4 separate regions of the Sus scrofa genome follow, and all the other regions are linked to region 1. Evidence: chromatin contacts called from public Hi-C, HiChIP or PLAC-seq and promoter capture Hi-C data. All regions are on one chromosome and are shown on one strand. Each heading gives the region's core, a stretch centred on a gene start, on an enhancer-like site or on the middle of the called end of the contact. The rest is flanking DNA. Distances are from core to core; before and after follow the strand shown. Region 1 holds the start of ZNF639 (zinc finger protein 639). Region 2 holds the start of ZMAT3 (zinc finger matrin-type protein 3). Region 3 holds the start of ACTL6A (actin-like protein 6A). Region 4 holds the start of GNB4 (guanine nucleotide-binding protein subunit beta-4).

Evidence for each region. Promoter capture Hi-C pulls out the DNA fragments that hold promoters and counts their contacts. Hi-C and Micro-C count contacts between places; a contact is called where the count stands out from the background. HiChIP or PLAC-seq counts read pairs in DNA pulled down with a chosen protein or histone mark.
Region 2: a promoter capture Hi-C map of fetal liver shows a contact between it and region 1, with 4 times the contacts expected there. The contact joins the promoter of ZMAT3 here to the promoter of ZNF639 in region 1. A contact is called at or near these places in 1 of 5 promoter capture datasets (fetal liver), 5 of 47 Hi-C or Micro-C datasets (embryonic fibroblasts, heart right ventricle, liver and 1 more) and 2 of 2 datasets of contacts at active chromatin or transcription factors (alveolar macrophages and skeletal muscle).
Region 3: a contact with region 1 is called in a Hi-C map of skeletal muscle, with 7 times the contacts expected there. The contact joins the promoter of ACTL6A here to the promoter of ZNF639 in region 1. A contact is called at or near these places in 2 of 5 promoter capture datasets (fetal liver and liver), 13 of 47 Hi-C or Micro-C datasets (alveolar macrophages, embryonic fibroblasts, fetal liver and 7 more) and 2 of 2 datasets of contacts at active chromatin or transcription factors (alveolar macrophages and skeletal muscle).
Region 4: an H3K27ac HiChIP or PLAC-seq map of alveolar macrophages shows a contact between it and region 1. The contact joins the promoter of GNB4 here to the promoter of ZNF639 in region 1. A contact is called at or near these places in 2 of 47 Hi-C or Micro-C datasets (embryonic fibroblasts and heart right ventricle) and 1 of 2 datasets of contacts at active chromatin or transcription factors (alveolar macrophages).

The regions. Positions count from the first base shown.
Region 1 is chr13:117,369,090-117,371,933 of Sscrofa11.1, reverse strand. It overlaps ZNF639 (zinc finger protein 639), which reads right to left and starts at 1,392. Exons shown (of 7, transcript NM_001244656.1): 1 at 1,369-1,392; 2 at 1,222-1,304. It overlaps KCNMB3 (calcium-activated potassium channel subunit beta-3), which reads left to right and starts at 1,628. Exons shown (of 4, transcript XM_021069862.1): 1 at 1,628-2,654.
Region 2 is chr13:117,146,140-117,148,983 of Sscrofa11.1, reverse strand. It overlaps ZMAT3 (zinc finger matrin-type protein 3), which reads left to right and starts at 1,345. Exons shown (of 7, transcript XM_021069855.1): 1 at 1,345-1,604; 2 at 1,779-1,868.
Region 3 is chr13:117,596,974-117,599,817 of Sscrofa11.1, reverse strand. ACTL6A (actin-like protein 6A) reads right to left here and starts at 1,403. Exons shown (of 14, transcript XM_003132545.5): 1 at 1,181-1,403. The coding sequence starts at 1,205.
Region 4 is chr13:117,511,914-117,514,757 of Sscrofa11.1, reverse strand. GNB4 (guanine nucleotide-binding protein subunit beta-4) reads left to right here and starts at 1,371. Exons shown (of 10, transcript XM_021069860.1): 1 at 1,371-1,701.

The sequences.
Region 1 (2,844 bases), core at 143-2,642:
CATTTTCTCATGTTACAGTATTCATATATATTTTACATTTACAAAAGGAGACCATGCCATCCAAAACATTCATTTTTTTAAAAAGTAACTTACAAAACACTTGTCAGCATCTTTCCATCTGTCATTTTTTTTCAACAATAAGAACGTCTGCATACAAAACACACTACAGATAACAGGCAGTCACCACTTAAATAGTTCAACCTTTCTGAAGCCTTTCGTGCAATGTAAATATTCTCTTCCTATTTGGTATAAACATAAGACAAGCATTTACAATAAAAAAAAAACCCTACAGATTTACCCTAAAGAGTTTTAAAAGCATGTTCTTTTCTACCCTCATTTTGAAACAAGCATATATTTTCCAGATTTTTAAAAGAAATGAAAATAAAAAAAATGCGACAGGAAAACTTGAACTAGTGCCCGCTATATATCCAACTTAGTGTCCGTTCTTGCTTTTCTCTTTGCTAAGAAATAACCTGCTTCAAATAACTCGTGTCCCTAGGTTGTACTGAAAAACAAAACCAAAAGGGGTTATAGGCACCCTAACAAGTGGCTTAGACTACTGGCTGGAGACGTAGAGCCGGGACCTTCGCCTGAAGGTTGCGGTTCTCCGTGCGTGCACAGGATGCGCCGCCGGAGGGTCAAGATGCCACCCAGCAAGGCCTGAGGGCCAGCGTGGCGTTTGGGGCCAGACGCCCGGAGGGGCCGCGCAAGAACCACCGGGACGCAGCCGTCTCCATCTCCGCGCCACGCACCCGCCCCACCGCAGCCCGGCGACTAGCGGGGCTTCCCAAGCCCCGACCCCAAAGTCAGCGTTCAGAAAAAAGCCGCGGGGGGCAGAGGCAGTCTTCGCAGGGGGTGGAACTGCCTTCGGAATGGGGGAGGGGAGCGCCATCCCGCCAGAAAACGAAAGCAGGATTTCAGTTTAAAAGACGCCATCCGGTCTTCCCTGCTCTCTCCCGCAGGAAGCTGCACCCGATCGGCCCGCTCCGCCCTCACACTCACCAGTGCCCTAGGCCCGCCTAGCCATCCCAGGCGCAGCTCCGAGGCGGCGGCAGCCCAGGCGCCCGAGGGCGGGCGGAGAGGCCGCGCGGCCCTGCCCGCGGGCAGCGCCGCTCCGGCCCTCGCGCTCCCGGGCGCTCAGCGGGGCTGGCCCCACTCCCTCCCCGCGCGCCCTACGCCCAGCCCGCTAGGCCCCGGGCCTAGCTCAGAGGCCGCACTCACCGCCTCGCTCCGCGCCTGCGCCGCACACCTCCCAGGTCCGCAGAGAGGGAGGGGAGGTGACTAGGTGAGAGTCAGGGCCGGGGATCCGGCGGCGTGGCTGCAGTACATAACCGGCCTGGGAGGGACCACCGGCCTCCAGCCCCAGGGGTGGCCCGGCGGCCCGCGCCCCCTGCAGGCACCTCCGCGCCTCTGCACGTCCCTTCTGGGCGAGGGACCGCCCCTCCCGAAACAGGCGAGTGATTCCACCCTCTACAATTGCTCCCCGCCGCCCTGCCGAAGGAACTTAGGCCAGTTTGCCACCAGCCCTCCCTCCCTTCCGGAAGAAGTGGGAGAAGCTAAGCGCGCCAGCCGCCCTTTTCCCACCCAGCTCCTCCAGGGGACGTGCGAGAAAGGTCTTGCTCGGGTTAGGCAATGCGTGGGGCCGCCGCCTGTTGGGGACGAAAAGGGCAGCTGTCCACGGAACTAGAGGGTGAAACTCTTAAAAGATAGAGAGTCATTGTTAGGCTTTAGCGGGATTCCCTGACAAAAAATCTTGGTGGAATGAATGTGAAATTATAGTGGACTGGATTAAACTCCTTTTCCGACCTTGGGTTTCTAGGAGCAGATGTAGAGAGGATTAAATTAAGCATAAATAAACTTGTGAACGGGGTGTGGTCACATGTTTAATTTTTTTTGACAAGGAGTTGAGGTTAGCTCCAATTCGCAATTGGTAAAGTGAGTTTGTGAGGGTAAGAGACTAGGTTTTATTCATTTTTGTAGCTTCTGTACCGGTTCAGATAATTAAGTGAATGATGAAGCCCATAGGCATTATTGTGTGCCCAAGGTCAATCTGTCTTTTTATCCGCTCATCCACTGTGCTTTTTCTGACTACCACATATTAACCAAGCAGCCACCGTAACGAAATAATCATAGATCTCACTGATCCCTTCAACTATCTCCCAGGATATAAAGCCATACTTGAAAGAGACCAGTTTGGGATACTTAATTTTTACTGTCTCATAACTTTCATGTGTGTGCTCAGCCCAAATAAACGAATATTTACGAATGCTGGCATGGCCCGAACCAAAGACGAAGAGATTTAGAGGCATCTTTTAATCCTAGTATAGTTTATATCCGGCACGGAATTGCCAAGTTTGTGGAATTTGTAAAGAACCTTGTGTATCCTTCCCTCCTCTGAGGTAGTCAGGCTCTCTTCATCTGCTGAGGTGATAGCCACAAGGGGGCGTTAGGGAGCCATTTTTTAAGGCTTTGCCAGCAGTGGTGAAAACCATGCGCGGATCTTGGGAAGGAGATCATTTTGCCTGCCAGCGCCAATGCCTTCGTTTAACTACCGTCGTGCTCTGGCTGCATGGGACTTTTGATTTGTGCTGGCAGCTGGACATCAGCTCTTGGTTGGCTAAGCCGACTCTTCTGAGAACCAACTAGTAGAAAAGGTACACCTCAACTAAATTTAGCTTTTATTTCTTTCACCTCTCCTCCATCTGAAACAATATTGTAATTTATCACCGGTTTGGAGTAGGGTTTTTTTTTTGGTTTTTTTTGGCTTTTTAAGAGACATTATCCAGTGAAATATTACTGTAACTCCTGAAGTGAACCTGTGTTAAATAAATTACTGGCGAAGAC
Region 2 (2,844 bases), core at 96-2,595, 220 kb after region 1:
GCTGTGGTGTAGGTTGAAGATGTGGCTGGGATCCCACGTTACTGTGGCACTGGTGTAGGCCGGCGGCTACAGCTCCGATTAGACCCCTAGCCTGGGAACCTCCATATGCCACGGGAAGCGGCCGTAGAAAAGGGGGAAGAAAAAAAAAAAAAAAACTGGACTATTTAAAAACAATGTGGTCATTTAAAAATTTGGCACAAAGTACGTATACATAAACAGAAGCTTAGTTCAGAAAAACTCTTGTTTTCTACCTAGGCATGATGAATTACACTGCACAAATAGCCTGTGTACATTAGCAGTGGTTGCGATTTTTAAAGCATCATTGTATATATTAAGTTATTTCTAGAAAACACTCTATTTGGTTTGTTGGTGATAGTATTGGATGGCGTGCTTCAGCCAAAGAAAAAGCCTCAATTTGCTGCAGTAGTTTGCCTACAACTATTAGGACACATCTTGCTGTATGTAGATCTCCTTGACATTTTAATTAATTATTAAAAAATAAACACAACTTGTGAATGTACTTAATATCACTGAACTGAACATTTAAAATGGTGAAAATGATAAATTTATGTTATGTATATTTTACCCCCCCTCCCAGAAAATATTCTTATTGTATTCTTATTGGAGAATTTACTAGTTAATACCATTTTAGAGCTGGAATTCTCTCGACTCATCTCTCAGTGTCGTCCCTGAAAGCGTTGAGGTTTACTATGAGAGGATGTGACATTTTAGTCTTAAATGTCTCTTCCTGGTCTTTTCTGTCTTGCAGGTGAGGCTGAGGGGACGGGGAGCAGCGCGAGCAAGAGAAAGTCATCTCTATCTTGCCAGCTTTGGGTGCTGGGGAGGGTGTGTGTGTGTGTGTGTGTGTGTGTGTGTTTCTCGAGTCGGAGGGTGGGGGGAATTCTTATGTGATTGGAATTCTTTATCCTGGAAGAAGGTGCAGTTTCAAGGTTCTGCCGCAGGAGTTTAAAGGATCCTGGATATTTTGGCAGCTCCTCTCAGTCGCCTGAGCCGGCAATCAGCAGACTGAAGGCGGGGCTGGAATGAAAACAGTTGGGATCTCAATGACTGGAGGTGAAAGTTGCAAAAACTCTGTTCAGGTTTCTGCTCTGTATCAACTTTCCAGGTTATATGATAAACAGCTTTTAGGGTCCGCGGTGGTGTATCAGCCCTCTGACTTGTGCCTTTGTTCCTCAGTGCCCCTGCGCTCACAGTCCCCGCACATGCCCAGCGCGCACCGCACCCGCCCGGGATGCTGGAGCCGCTGCCGCCGCCGCTACTGCGGCCGTCGCCTGGCCTGCTCCACCAAGGACATGCGCACTGGCGACGCCGGGCCGGCGCCTTCAGTCTCCTCCTCCGCCGCCTCCCGGTTCCGCAGTCACTTCCTGCAGCTGTTTCCCTGTGGGTCCGGTAGCACTGACTTTTGACAGTCAGCCTTCAGCTGCGGAGGGGGCTTGCCTGGGCCAGCTGAGAAAGTTGCGCGGAGGGAGGCAGAGTTGAACCCGGCGGAGACGAACCAGGCAGATTCGAGCGCGCAGGACGGACGGCGGCGGGTGGCCGGGGAAGACGCGGCGCCTAGACTCCGTCGAGTCCCGGGGGTTCCGGTAAGTGCGGGGTATCGCGAGCCTCGGGGAATATAGGACGAGCCCAGAAGCTAAGGGACTAGCGGTTCCTTTCCGGTGCGGTCTTTCCACCTGTGCTCCACGTGACAGGTTTGCGCTGCTTTTATTTATCTGGTTGTTTTTAAGCATTTCACGTGTACTGTTTGGATCATCTAGGCGTGCAGCTGCCTTGGCCCTCGAGCTTGCCCCCGCCCCGTGGGAGACCGGGGATTCCATCTTTCGTGATGGCATCCTTATGGGATTGAGGTGCGTGCGTGTGAATGTATGTGTGTGTGCGCGCTTCTGTATTATGCATGCACATTTTAGGAATGTAGGGTATATGTGGGCGATACTGAAGTACATGTAGCTTTGATTCCAATATGTGAAAGGTTCCCTAGGATTAGGAACCGTCGTAGCTGAGACTGGAAAACATTCGCCAATTCACCCAGGCCTTTTCTCCCCCAGATTCTTGCGTTCTTTTGGGTCTTCTTTATGCGATGTACCTTACCTCAACTAATTATTTTTCTATTTTCCTCTTTCTCATTCCTTCTCTCTGCCTTCTGATGACCTCTGAATAATGCTCACCGTCTTTCCCTCATTTCCAGAATTTCCAGTTACAGACTTCCCTAGTTTGCTGAGGGTGCTGGTAACCTGTTTCTTTATTGTGTTCTCTTTCCTCAGAAGATTTTTCCGAATGAGAAAGTGGTTGTCTTTAATACAGTATGTGAAGAGTAGGCCCCAGTCTGATCATTATAACTATGCTATGATCTTTCGTTTTCCTTAAACAGGGTACTCTGTGAAGCTTTGGTTTTCTTTATTGTTCCTTCAATCCCTTCCACACCGGGTCATTAACCATCGTAAGTCCTTCATTTATGCCACTTTAAGCGTCAAATTGAACGGCTTTTATGATCTGAGGAATATTTTATTTATATCATTCATCAAGTTAGTTTCTTTTAATCTAATGCAGTAGTTGAACACAGCCGCATTTGCTTTGAGTCTCTTTATGTTCCACCATTCGTGCTTTCGTTTTACTACAGAAGGCTTCGTTTTACTACTTCTTGTAGATTTTAGTTTTATGCTACTGTTAAAAAATTTTTTTAAAGCATAGTAATATCTGATGTAATTGTCCTGCACACATTCTTTCGGGGTAGTTGACATCATTTTTATTGTTACATATTATAAGAAAAAATTTTAGACTATGTAGCTTTTCTTCAAACGTTGTAAAGGTAAAATGTGATAATAG
Region 3 (2,844 bases), core at 154-2,653, 230 kb before region 1:
ATTTGAGAAATTAAAACTAAGAACATATACAGGGAAGGAGGGGGTGAGGGTCAGTGTGTCACCTGAGACTCAAGCTTCATTTCAAAACTACTAAGAACTTTAAAAACCTTATTTTCATATCCTACCTATAAAACCTCTTCAGAAACAATATCCTTACTAAACACAACAACAAGACCAACATTTTGGGTTAGGAAATCATATAACTCAGTGCTTCACCTAGGTATCTTGCAAAAAAACGGAGGCTCTAATTCAGTATTTTCTAAAGAGCTTACAAGTGAAGCTGATGCTATTGATCTTTGGCTCATACTTTGAGTAGCAAGTGTAGCATTACCCCCCCTTAACCTTCACAATCATCCCAATGGGTAGGAATTTTCATTCCACAAACGAATCGTCTGAAGTTGGGAAAAGTTAAACAACTTGCCCAAGGCAAAGAGTTTAATAAAAAGTGAGGCTGATATTACAACCCAGGTGGATGTAAGCCCCAGCCCGCGGAAATCTTTCACTATACCGCGCACCCCACTCATTCTTAAATTACCCATATCTCTATACTAACCCTGAGCAGACCCGCCCACGAATAACTCTGGAGAATCCACAGTCAACATATATGCAGGAGTTATTGAAAGGTGAGGCAGCATGAGTGCGGAGCGCGGACGGAGAGGAGGCTGCGTCCGGAGTGGCCGCCACTCCTCCAATCAGTTCCAACCCTCGCGGCTCGCTTTGCCATCTCCCCGACGCCGCGAAAACCCGCGGTCCACACTAGCTAACTGCCGGGACCTCCCAAGTTTAAACACGCAAGCACGCACACCCCAACAGAGCCGACTGCCTGAGAAGAGCCCCTGAGCCGGCCAATCCAGTCGCGGCTCGCCGGGCCGGGCCCCCGAGGGGAGCTGTCCGCCCAGCCCCGGGGCGGCGTGCACCCCCAAAAACCGGTTCCCCGGCGGGCGGAAACTGGAAGAGGCCCCAGGGGGCGGCGACTCCGGGCGCCCGGGGCGATCGTGGAGCCGGGTGGGCTCCGGGGGCGGGCAAAGCGCGGGGCGGGGATGGGGCGGGGAGGCCGGGGTCCCGAGAGGGGGAGACCGGAAGGGCCGCCGGGGAGGGGAGGGGAGGGGAGGGCTGGGGGCGGCGGTTACGAACCCCACACGCTAAAAAGGCGCGCTCTCGAGCAGCCGCACTCACTCACCTCCCCCGTACACCCCGCCGCTCATGGCTGCTGTTGACGCGACTCCTACGCTAAAGGACACCAGGCGAAGCGACCGCAACCGCCGCGACTACAGATCCGGAGACGCTCTAGCCCCCGACCCTCTTAACTTCCACCGCCACCCCCCTCAGGCAACAAAGCGGCGTCCACACACCCCGGAGCGCAGTCACACTTGCTGGCTCCCCTTAGCAGCCAATCACAAGAGGCCCGGCTATATTTCAACCAATAAGAACGAGGCTCTGCCGCGCTCCCCGTCGCGGCACAGCCAGTTTAGCCAATTGAAAACAGCCATGGGGGCGGGGAGAATGGAAAGCGACGGAAGGAGAGGAGTTGAGTTGCGGAACTGGGGGGGGCGGAGCTTCCCGAAAGGGCCCGAGAGTGGGGCGGAGGGAGCGGGAGAGGGAGGAGGCAGGCTGTCGGCAAGAGTATGGGGCCGGACCAGGGGGTGAGGCTGCGCGTGGAGGAGCGGTGGGAATCCGGCAAATCCAGATAAACCTCTAGAAGGGGGTCTGGAATCCTCTCCATGCGATAGTTCCGACGGCTTTGGATATTGGTGAATGAAGAATTTTTTTAAAGCTATTTTCAACGAATTTATGTTGAAAATATTAACGTGCCATGCGCCAGTTTGGGGTAGGGAGAATCTGTAAATCGGACAAACCGATAGGACCGTGAAGTTTTTTAAATGGTTATGAATAGTTGAAAGAAGGGAATGATACAGTATCCCGCTAAATTTAGGTAGCACTTTACAAGTTGTTTTTCAAAGTGTCATAAATTTCTTTTATCCTCTGAGCCAGGTGTAAAGCAATATAGTCAATCCTCCTCCAAGCGATCACCTAATCCTAAATACATCTCCAACCTGTCTATTTCTACTGGTACAGATCACCGTTGTCGCTCCTCTGGATTACTACAATAACTTGTCGCCTTGCCCTTTTAGCCATTTTGCAGGCGGCTTGATTTATGAAAATACCCAAAGCATGGTCATGTCGCTCCAGCTAAAATTCTTAAGATCAGTTGTATGTCTTCATGGTTCTTGGTCTGCCTAGAGTCTAGACATATAGGTACCTCTTATCTTAAGAACAGTTGAATAAAGCCGCATCAGTCTCAGTGCCAGCAGCAAGGCTGAAAGTGATAGTAGGGTGGGGAACAAGGTTAGGGAGAAAACCCTTCCCTATTTACTTAGTGTAATGGCAGTATACCTGATCATTTAGAAATTCCCGTTTACCCAATGAGACAATGCAGAAGTCAGCAAACTATGGCCCCAGGGCCAAATCCAGACTACTTTGTTTTTGTGTGGCTGTTGAGCTATTAATGACTGTTCCAGTTAAAAAAAAATTAATAATTTTAAGAAAAATATTTCGTGACGTGAAAATTATGTAAAATTCACATTTATCTAATGATAAGCTGTTTTACTGGAATATGTTTGTGGCTGCTTTTTTGTCTGAAGGGCAGTGTTGAGTTTTAGTACAGAGGCCATAGCTGGAGGCTATATTTACTATTGGATCACTTATAGGGAGAGTTTCCTGACCCCAGTGACAATGCATGTAACACATCTAACACATCTAGTACCATGCACAAAGTACTCTGGGTTAACTGTGGCCCCATGATTACAGTTCTCACTGCAGATACATACATACATACTGTAAATA
Region 4 (2,844 bases), core at 122-2,621, 140 kb before region 1:
AGTTGCTGTGCTCTGGCGTAGGCCGGCAGCAACAGCTCAGATTAGACCCCTAGCCTTGGAACGTCCATATGCCCTGGGAGTGGCCCTAGAAAAGGCAAAAAGTCAAAAAAAAAAAAAAAAAAAAAAGAAAAAAAGAAAAAAGGAAAAGAAAGAAAGAAAGAAGAAAGCAGGGAGTCTGGTACATAATAGGAATTTCTTAAATAAATAACAATTTTCCTTTGCTTCCTCCTAAAAATGACAAAGCTCAAGATTTAATCATTAAAATCTATAAACAGTTACAGTTGCAAAGGACCCATTCAGGTCCCAATCAACCTTCCAGACACCCCACATTAAGAAATGAAAATTTGGGGGGGAACCCTATAATTTTATCATCCTAGTACCACAGCTGTTTCCATTTTTGTTATGGTCTGGCTTTTATACAAAGGGTCACATTTTCTCCACAGCTTCAGTCAGGGTGCATTCATCACAAAGGTACTAGAAGATTTATTCCAGGTGATAGTGGGAAGCTGCTGAAGAAGAAATGGAAGGCTGCGGAGGTGTTAAAGTTCTCTGAAGATATTGTTCAAACCTTTCTCCAGCACAGAAACTCGACAAAGAACTCCTCTGCAGTTTTCGTTACCCAGGGCTGTTTCTTTAAATTGTTTGACGTCAGAGAAGGAATGCTATAGCAACAGTCTGTCAAACTGGAATTAACTCAGAAGAAAGATGGGGGTGGGGAGAGGAAAATTGCTCCCGGGCGGTACTGACTTCAGAGGAAGCAAATTTGGTAGATGCATTCATTTTATGACATTTTAAACATAAAACACCCAGAGAAATGTGGGAAAAGTCGGTTGCATGTGATGTTTTAACTCATGCAGAGACAAGTGACTTGATGGGGTTATCTGGAAGGCCTCCTTTCATCAGTGACAATAGTAACAACTTCCAAGCATTGATTATTTATTCAGAGGTAGGCTCTGTTTAAATGTTATCTCATTAAAAATTTTAGCACCTTTATGAGGCAGATACACTATCCCTATTTCGCCGGTGAAACTAAGGCCCTGAGACGGTACAGGATCACAAAACTAGCGACATTAGAGCTGGGATTGCAGTGCAATTTTGTAAGACTCTGGGCTTCAGTTTACTCTCTTACATTTAAAATTCCAGAAATGTTAAACCTAAGCGGGACCTTGAGATCTTCTAAGTCAGCCCCCCTGCCCTACCCTCAAGCAAACTGAGGCCTGTACTGTGCCGGGAAGGAAAACTGGCCAACCCACTTGGGCGCTACTCAGAAGTGTGCTCCGTCGTCCAGGCGCTGCACCAAGAAAACGAAACTGCCTGGGAATTAATGTTTTTCTTCTCCTTCTAGCAGGAAACGAGATAGAAAATAGGAAGCAGAAGCTGTGCGCAGCGCCAGCTGCCTTCGCCCCCTGCCCAGGCCGCGCACGCTCAGGGGTCTGCGCGCGCCCGCGCCGCGTCCCCGCGGGACCCGCGCGCCTCGTGCCTCGCGCCTCGCGCCTCAAGCCACGTCCCCGCCCCGGCCCCGCGCGCCGCAGAGTTGGCTGCTGGGCGGCGCGGGCCTGGGTGTGGTCGGCGGATCTCCGCGGCGTTGGTCTCGGCGGTGCGCTGCGCTGCGCTCCGCACGCCCGGTCCGTGCGCCAGGAGCTGCGAGGCGCCCAGCCGACCCTCGGACGCCGGGTCCAAGCCGGCCCGAGCTCCCTCCAGGTAGGCGGCTGCCGCGCAAGCTGCGGCTGGTCGGTGCGCCCCGCGGGGGCATCTCGGGCTTCCTGCAGGGGGGCGTGAGGCGCCGCGAGGCTGCCCCGGCGGAACTCGGCCCTGGAGGCGGCCCGGGTCCGGCAGAGTTCCTCCTGACCCGAGGATTGGGAGCTCCGGTCGGCGAACCCTGCCTGGGAGGACGGGGCGGGCGCGCCTCGGTGGCGCTCTAGTGCAGGGACCGGCCGTTTGGCCGCAGCTTCGGACACTTCCTAGGCCCTTGGGACCGCTCGCTCTGGGCAGCGAGGGGGTGAGCCATGGTCCCTGGGCTTTCGACCCCTAGGTGCCTCTCCGCACCCCGAGGTCCCTTCGGGGCACTGGAACGCGAGCTGGTGTTTGTCCTGAGGATAGCGATTATTCAGGGCTGCCCAAAAGGGTTATTGGGTCGAGAGCCCTGGGAGAGCTCATAAAAGTTCTCCACTGAGTGCTAAAAATGAGTCCATTAGTTTCGTGTTAAATTTATTTTGGAAATATGATGCACAGTAAGGGGGGGTGTTAAGAATTTTGAATACTTTTAAGTTCAACACATGATAAAATGTTTTCCTTTTCTCTCCACGTTCTTTTTCTGCTTCAGAACACAAATAATTTCCTTGTGCTTTGATATTTATTGCTCTTCCGTCGGTAAAGGAAGATAGAATTCCCAAAAGTTTAAAAACAGGCTTAAATTTGTTTATAGAAGCAGTTTGTTATTTTGCATCTCTCTCTTCCCTTTTTTCCTACTCCTTCCCTTTCTCTTTTAATAAAGGGTGTGGACGCATCTTTCTCCCTCCACTGGCAGAATAGCTCGGTCTGTGAATTAGCACCCTACTGGAAAGTTTTCTTAAGACATTCGGCATTGAATTGTTGATTAGAACGCTTTACTATCGGTCCATCTTAGTGTTGCAAACTGAGATTGTGACCTTTAAGTGTGTCTTTTAGAACAGAAACAGAGCACACTCTCCTTCTTTAAGATGAAAGAGAAGTCATTTCTAGTCGCCAAGGAAAACAATAGTCTGTATAGGTAAAGTTGTATGCTTTGAATCTCTTCGCCATTGCATATTTTTATTTTTTAGACTTTTCAGTGTGGGGCTTTTGGTTTATTACTGATCCTGGGCT